Regions from separate parts of the Hordeum vulgare genome. Here region 2 is linked to region 1. The links are chromatin contacts, called in public HiChIP or PLAC-seq maps. All regions are on one chromosome and are shown on one strand. The core of a region is the stretch at or near the end of the contact, and the rest is flanking DNA. Distances in the headings are between cores, read along the strand shown. Region 1 holds the start of LOC123402259 (vesicle transport protein GOT1-like). Region 2 holds the start of LOC123402489 (leucine-rich repeat receptor-like protein FASCIATED EAR2).

Region 1 (4,354 bases), core at 1,746-4,245:
GCACTAATTTTATTACAAAATGCACAAGTAAACTCAAGGTGGAAATGTTAAGATGAGGTCAAAAGAACACTTCCAAGTTTTAAGATAATCCTGAAAAATTCTAAATGCACATTATAGCATGAAGTGTGAAGCTACAAATCTTTTGCGCGAATGTGTTCATGTGTACACTAAAAAAAACAGGGTGGTTAGTCTAAAACATTGCACATGTATGCAGCTTCCTTAAAATTTAATACACACACGAATTGGTGACTATGGGTGGGAGCATTCATACTTAACCCGAAAATGTATAACTAAGAATTTTTCCAGAACATTCAAAGTTCGGAAATATGCCCTTTGAATTTCTTAAGAGCAGTATGTATGAATGGTCATTTAACATTGGTCAGATGTGTTAGGTCTTCCAGAGTTGTAAAGACATACTATTACACATTTGCAATAGTACTTGTACAATTTCCATTTCAATGGTATTTCCTATTTTGAGAATAACACCTAAAAGGAAGGGAACGAGGTTGATGTACCCTCTTTAGTGAATGTCAAACAAAATCAAGTAAGTGCTTTGATCACTTGCAGTGAGTAGTAGTCCTAAATGAGAATAGAACTTTACTTTTGATCTCACTGATCTCGTAGGCCATTGCACCAGACCTGAAGATATTCCACCAAGGCAGCAACTGAGCCTGCAAACTTTCAAATACACATACATCAAGAAGGGTCTAGATTTCAAACCTTCCAAAGAAATCTAACCATTAATCAAAGTAAGGAAATTTGGTATGGTTTAACTCCAAAGTCGCCACATTAGCAGAGCACCAAAATATCCATCTCTGTAAAACCCCACTACAAATGCTCACTACAAAAAACATTTCTTCAAAATCTATCACCCTTCCTTTTGAGTTAGAAGGATATTACACTCAGAATAAGGGTGGTTTCACAAGGGTTGTGTGTGACTTCCTGAGGAGATGTTGGACCACAAAAAGGCAAAGAAGCTAAATGTGTTTCAAATTCGTCCAACCTTGCAAACAGTTGACTCGCCATGAAAACAAACTTAACAGCACATTTTTTGCAAAAGTATTTTATTAAGGCAAAAAAATTTGGTGATATATTTCTTAACTGGCAGCAGATCTATGGTGGTACTATTTTCACAAAAAAAGAATATCAAAATACAAACAGAAAAGATATTATACAACAGCTATATTATTTCTGAGTTAGTGCTCCTAACAGGTACCAACAGCCTATCACAACTAGTGATAGAGGGGAACAACAAAAAATGTCCATATCAGAAAGTAAGGATATACCATGAGCAATTCACACCTGCACATAAATCACTTAGGACCAACGTTTATTTCTACCTTCTGAAGAAATGCAGTGCTGGTTTGCAGGAAATTGAGGCGTTTACTATACCAGCACAGACGCGCTGATGCCTAGAGTACCTTATGTATTAAATTTAAACAAATATGGAAAACAGTAAGTTTCATAGTTTAAGGATCCCTACCCCTTCAGACCCAAATTTATAATATTCCCTAGCTTGTGAAGAAACAAGAATATGGCATTTGTGTGCTCAAGATCCTTGGAGCCCTTTTACTGAAAAATAATAATCAAAAATCGTATTTCAAATTTTCAAAAATGCTAAACAAAAATACTATGTATTCATATGGATGTATACTATATGTATGTAAAATACCAAAATTTAATGAGAAAATGCATTAACACGCGAGCTACACAAAAAAGGGAAACTCGTTGATTTTTTACAGTGAACAGGCGCACACTTTTCAGTGTTCACTGTTTTCAAAAGCACAATTCTGTAACTTTTGTGTAGCTCGCTTCTTAACGTATTTCATCATGTGAATTTACGTACACACAGTATACATCCATACAACAATGTCGAATTTTTTCAGAATTTTTGGAACTTTGAAATACGATATTTAAACTTTTCAAAAAAAAATCGGGTTCCATTGAGCCTGAGCACTAAAATGCATTTCTGCAGAAACAATTGCTATATAAAAAATTACCATCTGTTACAGAAAACTATGGGAATCACACAAGACAAATAACTTGCAGTAACAAACTCCAACTAGAGTCCAGAGAACAGAGTTTACCAACCAATCTTCACAGATATAAGATCAACTATATGATTTGAACTCTCTGTTAAGGGTTAACTCGCCAAGGGAACAAACTGTCAACTGATCTCCACGTTCAGGCTCCCAATGCAGTCATTAGCTTCTTGCAGGAGAGCAAGCCACCGGAGATCATGGAGTGAAGCTGCCACACACCTTACCACAGATCCATTTCTCTAGAACAGATATACAATCAAAGCAGAAGAGCTACAGGCATTTTACTCGGAAAAGTTAGGCCTATATGCCAGGGCAGCAGACGCTGAGCCAGATGATTAAGCCGCCACAGAAGTGGCGGATATTAGGTGCTAGCCTCTGTCCATGGTTAGTTGGTTACACATCTCCAACACTTGCAACCTACGGGCGCACAACACGGCGCGGCGGCTGTGGGCTTGCCTGGGTGAATACCGAGGAGCAGTGTCACTCACTTATACGGCGCCAAAACCGCAAGCGGCAGCGGCAGCTCGGATGGTTCAAGACTTCGATCGGGTGGAAACGGCGTTGCCGACGCGTAACGAGACCAATACACGTCGTGCCAGGGATTGCCCCCAACACGACCACTCGTAGCACGGGCAAGAAGAAGCACACCGCGCGCGGTGGCGGAAATCTCGGCGCTCACGGAGGGAATGGATCGGCTGCGGGGAGGAAGCAATCAGGGGACTGGGATTAGGGTTTATTACCTACCGATGAAGCACGGATCTCACACGGTGTCGGTGTGGTACGCTGGAATGGGGGTGGGGGTAGGAAATCGCGCGGCGTCCCGGCGAGCGACAGTTGTGAGAGAGAACGGCTAGAGCTCCCCGCGCGGTTGCCACCGGTCGCCAGCTCCGATGGTGACCGGAATAAGAGCAACTCTAGCAGACCCGTATACGACGGACAGTGGCCGTGTTTGATACTCTAACCTGGTCAGAGTTAGAGTTAGATTCTAACCCTTGAACTAACCTAAACTAACTCTAACTCTAAAGGTGTTTGGATGAAAGGGTTAGATGGACAATAAATGCTTTTTTTTAATCATTTGGCTACTTTAGACCTCTCTCTTTCCCTGGACCCCACCTACTCTAACCCAAAAAAGCACCTCTTAGGTGGGTTAGAGTTTTTGGGTGGGTTAGATGCATCTAACCAACTCTAACCCACATGTTTGGATCTTTGAGGGTTAGATGGTTTAAATCTAACCAACTCTAACTCTAACCCTAGGATCCAAACATGGCCAGTATCGTATGTTTACAGTATGTGAAAAACGTTTTTTACGAATTCTACCGCGGTCCTCGTCACCCGAAAAAACATGATATTTACTGAAATTGACTAAAAACATAAAATCAAATTTTCAAATCATAATACAACAACTATTCAGATTATAATAATTATTTAAATCTTCAAAATAAAGTAACATTTCAATAAAAAACTGTTCTTAACACAACAATGATGAAAATCACGCATGAATTAAATGAAATGAATGAAAAAATGGCAGAAATTGCTGCCCATGTCTGTGTCAATGGTGCACAATGAGATCCTCGTGAAGCTGATAGTGAGTGTTTGCGTTCTCAATCTTCCGGTACGTGTGAAGAAATGTTTGTATGCGGTCAGGGTCTCTAGCTCACTTCACACGCATACCGACGTTGTCGTAGAAGAATTCTAAGCTCATGATCCTTTCATCTTCGAGGGTCATACTATGAAGAATCACGCAACAATTCCTGATGTTTTTTAGGGTTCTTTTATCAAAAAACAAGCAGGACTACAAACAATAGCAAACCTTGATTGCCCCAAAGGCTATTTCATTATCTTTTCTCTGATCCTCTTGTATCTTTGCAAATTCAACATGCTTTCTAGTGTTGGTTTTTTTTATGCTCTTGACTAATATACATCAAGAAAGATAAATACCATGTGCAAAATAGTATCCCTTGATGTATTCATGTCCATTAATCATGTAGTTACAAGCAGGAGCATCACCACTAGCAAGTCTAGAAAACAAATGAGACTGTTGCAACACATTGATATCATTGAAAGTTCCCAGTATACCAAAAAAGCAATGTCAAATTTATAAATCCCTGGATGCTACGGCTTCTAACACAATTGTTGCATCACGAAACTTGCCACAATAATGCACGTGTCATGCCTTTGGGCGGGTTTTTCAAGTTCAATGCATGCAATCAACACTTCCTAGCATACCAGGCCAACCTCTCCTCTCACTTGTTGCCATCAACCATTTTTTGTGTCTTCCTCGTTGGGTGCACGAAGATAGACAGGGCCAAAGA
Region 2 (4,021 bases), core at 1,093-3,592, 910 kb before region 1:
CAGTTTTTAGGTGCTGATCAGTAATGTTGGGTGTGCTAAGTTGTTTCAGACATGCTGTCAACTCTGAAATCGGCATAGGCCTAAGGGCCTCTGATGAGTCATCCGTTTGTTCCATATATCCGTAAATGATACCTTGTACATTGTCATTGAGCGTTTCGGAGCTGAATTACTCTTTTTTTAGAAAGCTAGGGGCTGAATTACCGTGGCAGAGTAGATGTTTTCAGCCAAAGCCCTGAACACCATAATCTTCAATCATGCATGCACTACGGAGGCTAATGTCAGACTCAGACCTACAATTGTTTCCCAACTACTCCTTATTGTTCTCTCAAAAAAGAAAAACTACTCTTGTATTATTCCCAACTAATCTTGTCACACCATACTATATTCGAATTCTGTCTAAAATATCTAACAATGGCCTATTAGCTCAGGTGGTTAGAGTGTTCAAGACCTGCATGGGCCAAAAAAAAATTGTAATTTATTTTTCCATGGTGGCGAGCAGAGGGGAGGCATGGAGGCGGGGCCTTCGGACGCGCGCGCTCGCCCGCTGTCAACGCCGACGTAGTGACCTTCCATGGCGGCTCCTCTGCCGCGGCGCCCCCATACCTCCACTGTTTTCTCCCTCGTCCCTCCGCTCCGCGGTGCCCGTGCTTTCTCCGCCGTCACCGAATCTGGACAAGATCGACAGGAGCCATCGCATCTAGCGCGACACCCGGCTGCAGCTGCTTGTCGGCCATGCGGGCAACACGGACGAGCTGCTCGTCGGGCATGTGGAGGAACACGGTGGAGCTGCTCATCAGCGTCCATCCCGCAGACCTGCTTCTGCTTCTGCTGCAACACAAAGAAAAGTGTAGTGGAGTGGCTACTGATCCGCTCCAGAAATAGGGAACGCAGCCAAACAGATGTACAATATATTCAGATAGACACTGAATGATGGTTGTGACAAAATCCATGTAGTGAATAACTTACCAACATGCCACTGAAAGGATCTGGAATAGACCACTGAAACAAAGGGCTCTCTACAGCATGTCTGCCAAATGCAACAGGCTATGCATGCCCCAAGATTTGATGTGTGTCTCACTTTATTGTGTCGACTGAATTCTTTTGTGTTGTTATTACAATCATCAGTGGAGGTTTAAAAAAATGTGAGTTGGTAAGACTAAGTTCGAATTATCATATTTAATGGGTCATAGTTTTTTATTCCAAAAGAAGATGTTACACGGAAATACATGATTGATTTGATAAATTTAGATGTTACCAAAGGTCATGCACGTCGTTGCTGCATGAATTCAACCAATTTTCCTTTGTTTGCCCTGCTGTATAATACAAGCCCGTGTAACTCATCCCCCACCTTGGATCTATCGCAGTTTCAGTTTATTTTTTCTGAAAATTGGTGCTCCTTCCGATTGCTCACAATTTCAGTTTCGCTGATATGATACAAGTCCCTGTTTCAGTTTGTTTTGTCTAGAAAAATAATGTTACTAGCCAAGGATTAGACCAAGAAATTTCATGTTAATGACTACATATACCTGGATATTGTGGATTTGACTTGGTTACGGTAATTCTTGGGCATGATGCTGGAGTAATTCTTGAAGTTTCATATATTCTCCTCTTTCTTTGAGTTATCAATTAGCTTAATTGCATACACATGACTAGATATGCTTGTTGCATCTAGGTGTTTGCCCCGCAATGAACCCGTTGCAACGTACGGACATATTTACTATTAGTTATTAACCTACGTAAACTGCGGCACGTCTATGTTTTCTCGCCTCAGCCCGCGTTTGCAACCACGTCGGATGGCTGCCCCTACTCAGCCTATAAAAGTTCGTATCCTTTCGTACGTCTAGCATTATGGGGGTGTTTGTTTCCAGGGACTTTTTGATGTATGGACTAAAAAAAGTTTCTTTTAGTCCCATATGAAACAAACAAGAGAGATTTTTAGGGACTAAAATGAGCTATTTGGAACTACAAAAAGAAGTCTCTATGAGAGTCTTTTTGAGACTTTTTTGACACTTTTCCAACAGTGTCCCTACTTCTAGCATGTCATTTAATAACTTGTAGTATATTATTAGGGGTAACATGATCTTTTTGCATATCATTTAATGACCTCTAATCCCTGTTTAATCCATAAAAACAAATGAATAGGGACTGGGACTTTTTAGTTGGAATTTAAAAAATCCCAAGACTTCTAAAACAAAAAGGCCTATTGTTCTATCGGAGGCCGGATGGGAAACTCCACGACATTCACCGGTGCATCCCGCGAATGCGCCGTCGCCACCCGTCCATTCCGGCTCGAGAAAACGATTCTTCCCCATCGCCACCATTTTCCTCCAAATTACCGCACGCCCACACGAGACACGACGCACAATCACCTTCCACCCCGCGCCCCGCTGCACTGTCACCGATCCACTCTCTCCCACTGCCCAGCCACCACCTCCCACGCCGGCAGCGTTCAAACCCCGCAAAACCCTAGCCGGCCAACGCCACCACAACCGAACCACCATGCCGGCCACCCCTCTCGTCCTCGTCCTCGCCCTCTTGCTTCTGCTCCTAGCCGCCGGGCCGCGCCCCGTGGCCCCCGCCTCCACCGACCGCGCTGCGCTACTCGCCTTCCGGGCGTCCCTCGCCCCGCCCTCCCGCGTGGCGCTCTCCTCCTGGCACGGACCGCTCTCCGCGTCCTGGCTCGGCGTCTCGCTCCACCCACCCGCCGCCGCCGCCGTGGCCGCTCCACCCTCCGTCGCGGCGCTCGCGCTCCCGGGCCTCAACCTCTCCGGGCCGCTCCCGGCCCCTTCGCTCGCGCTCCTACGCCGCCTTCGAGAGCTCGACCTCTCCGCCAACGCCCTCTCCGGCGAGCTCCCCTGCTCCCTACCGCGCTCGCTTGTCGACCTCGACCTCTCCCGCAACGCGCTCTCCGGTGCCATCCCCACCTGCCTCCCTGCTTCGCTCCCGGCCCTCCGCACCCTCAATCTCTCGTCCAACTCTCTCGGATTCCCACTTTCCCCGTGGTTCTCCTTCTCCTCGCGCCTCGTTGCCCTCGACTTCTCCAGCAACGCCCTCTCTGGTGCCGTCCCGCCGCGTATCGTCGCCGACCCCGACGCATCCAGCCTCCTCCTCCTCGACCTCTCCCACAACCGCTTCTCCGGCGAGATCCCTGCGGGGATAACCGCGATACGGAGCCTGCAGGGCCTGTTCCTTGCGGACAATCAGCTGTCCGGGGAGATCCCGCCTGGGATTGGGAACCTGACCTACTTGCAGGCGCTGGATTTGTCACATAACCGGCTGTCCGGTCTAGTGCCTGCTGGGCTTGCCGGCTGCTTCCAGCTTCTGTACCTGCGTCTCGGGGGGAATCAGCTCTCTGGGGCGCTGCGGCCGGAGCTTGATGCACTTGATAGTCTGAAGGTTCTAGATTTGTCGAACAACAGGATATCTGGTGAGATTCCGCTGCCACTGGCTGGGTGCCGGTCTCTTGAGGTGGTGATCTTGTCGGGAAATGAGATCACCGGGCAGCTCAGTGGTGCTGTGGGGAAATGGCAGAGCCTGAGGTCGCTGTCGCTGGCTGATAACCAGCTCTCTGGCCAGCTACCAGATTGGATGTTCTCATTCCCGGTTCTCCAATGGCTTGATTTGTCTGGCAATAGGTTTGAGGGTTTCATTCCTGATGGTGGTTTCAATGCAAGTTCAGTGCTTAATGGCGCAGGAGGTGGTCAGGGCATTCCAGCAGGTGCTATGATTTCACCTCAACTGTTTGTATCAGCATCTGTAGATGCCACAGGCCAGCAGCTTGAACTGGGCTATGATCTTCGAGCAGCCCCTGGTATAGATCTATCAACGAATTTGCTCCATGGAGAGATACCTGAAGGGCTGGTTGCAATGAAGGGATTGGAGTATCTGAACCTTTCTTGTAATTACTTAGCTGGGCAGATCCCTGCAGGGCTTGGGGGGATGGGAAGGCTGCGAACGCTGGACTTCTCACATAATGGACTGTCAGGGGAGGTGCCTCCTGTAATTGCTGCCATGACAGAGC

The links. HiChIP or PLAC-seq counts read pairs in DNA pulled down with a chosen protein or histone mark.
Region 2: an H3K4me3 HiChIP or PLAC-seq map of embryo shows a contact between it and region 1, with 6 times the contacts expected there. The contact joins the promoter of LOC123402489 here to the promoter of LOC123402259 in region 1. A contact is called at or near these places in 1 of 6 Hi-C or Micro-C datasets (seedling) and 1 of 1 datasets of contacts at active chromatin or transcription factors (embryo).

What each region holds. Positions count from the first base shown.
Region 1 is chr6H:340,986,234-340,990,587 of MorexV3_pseudomolecules_assembly, reverse strand. LOC123402259 (vesicle transport protein GOT1-like) reads right to left here and starts at 2,995. Exons shown (of 7, transcript XM_045096154.1): 1 at 2,787-2,995; 2 at 602-678. The coding sequence starts at 629.
Region 2 is chr6H:341,899,532-341,903,552 of MorexV3_pseudomolecules_assembly, reverse strand. LOC123402489 (leucine-rich repeat receptor-like protein FASCIATED EAR2) reads left to right here and starts at 2,342. Exons shown (of 1, transcript XM_045096411.1): 1 at 2,342-4,021. The coding sequence starts at 2,500. It also overlaps the pseudogene LOC123405471.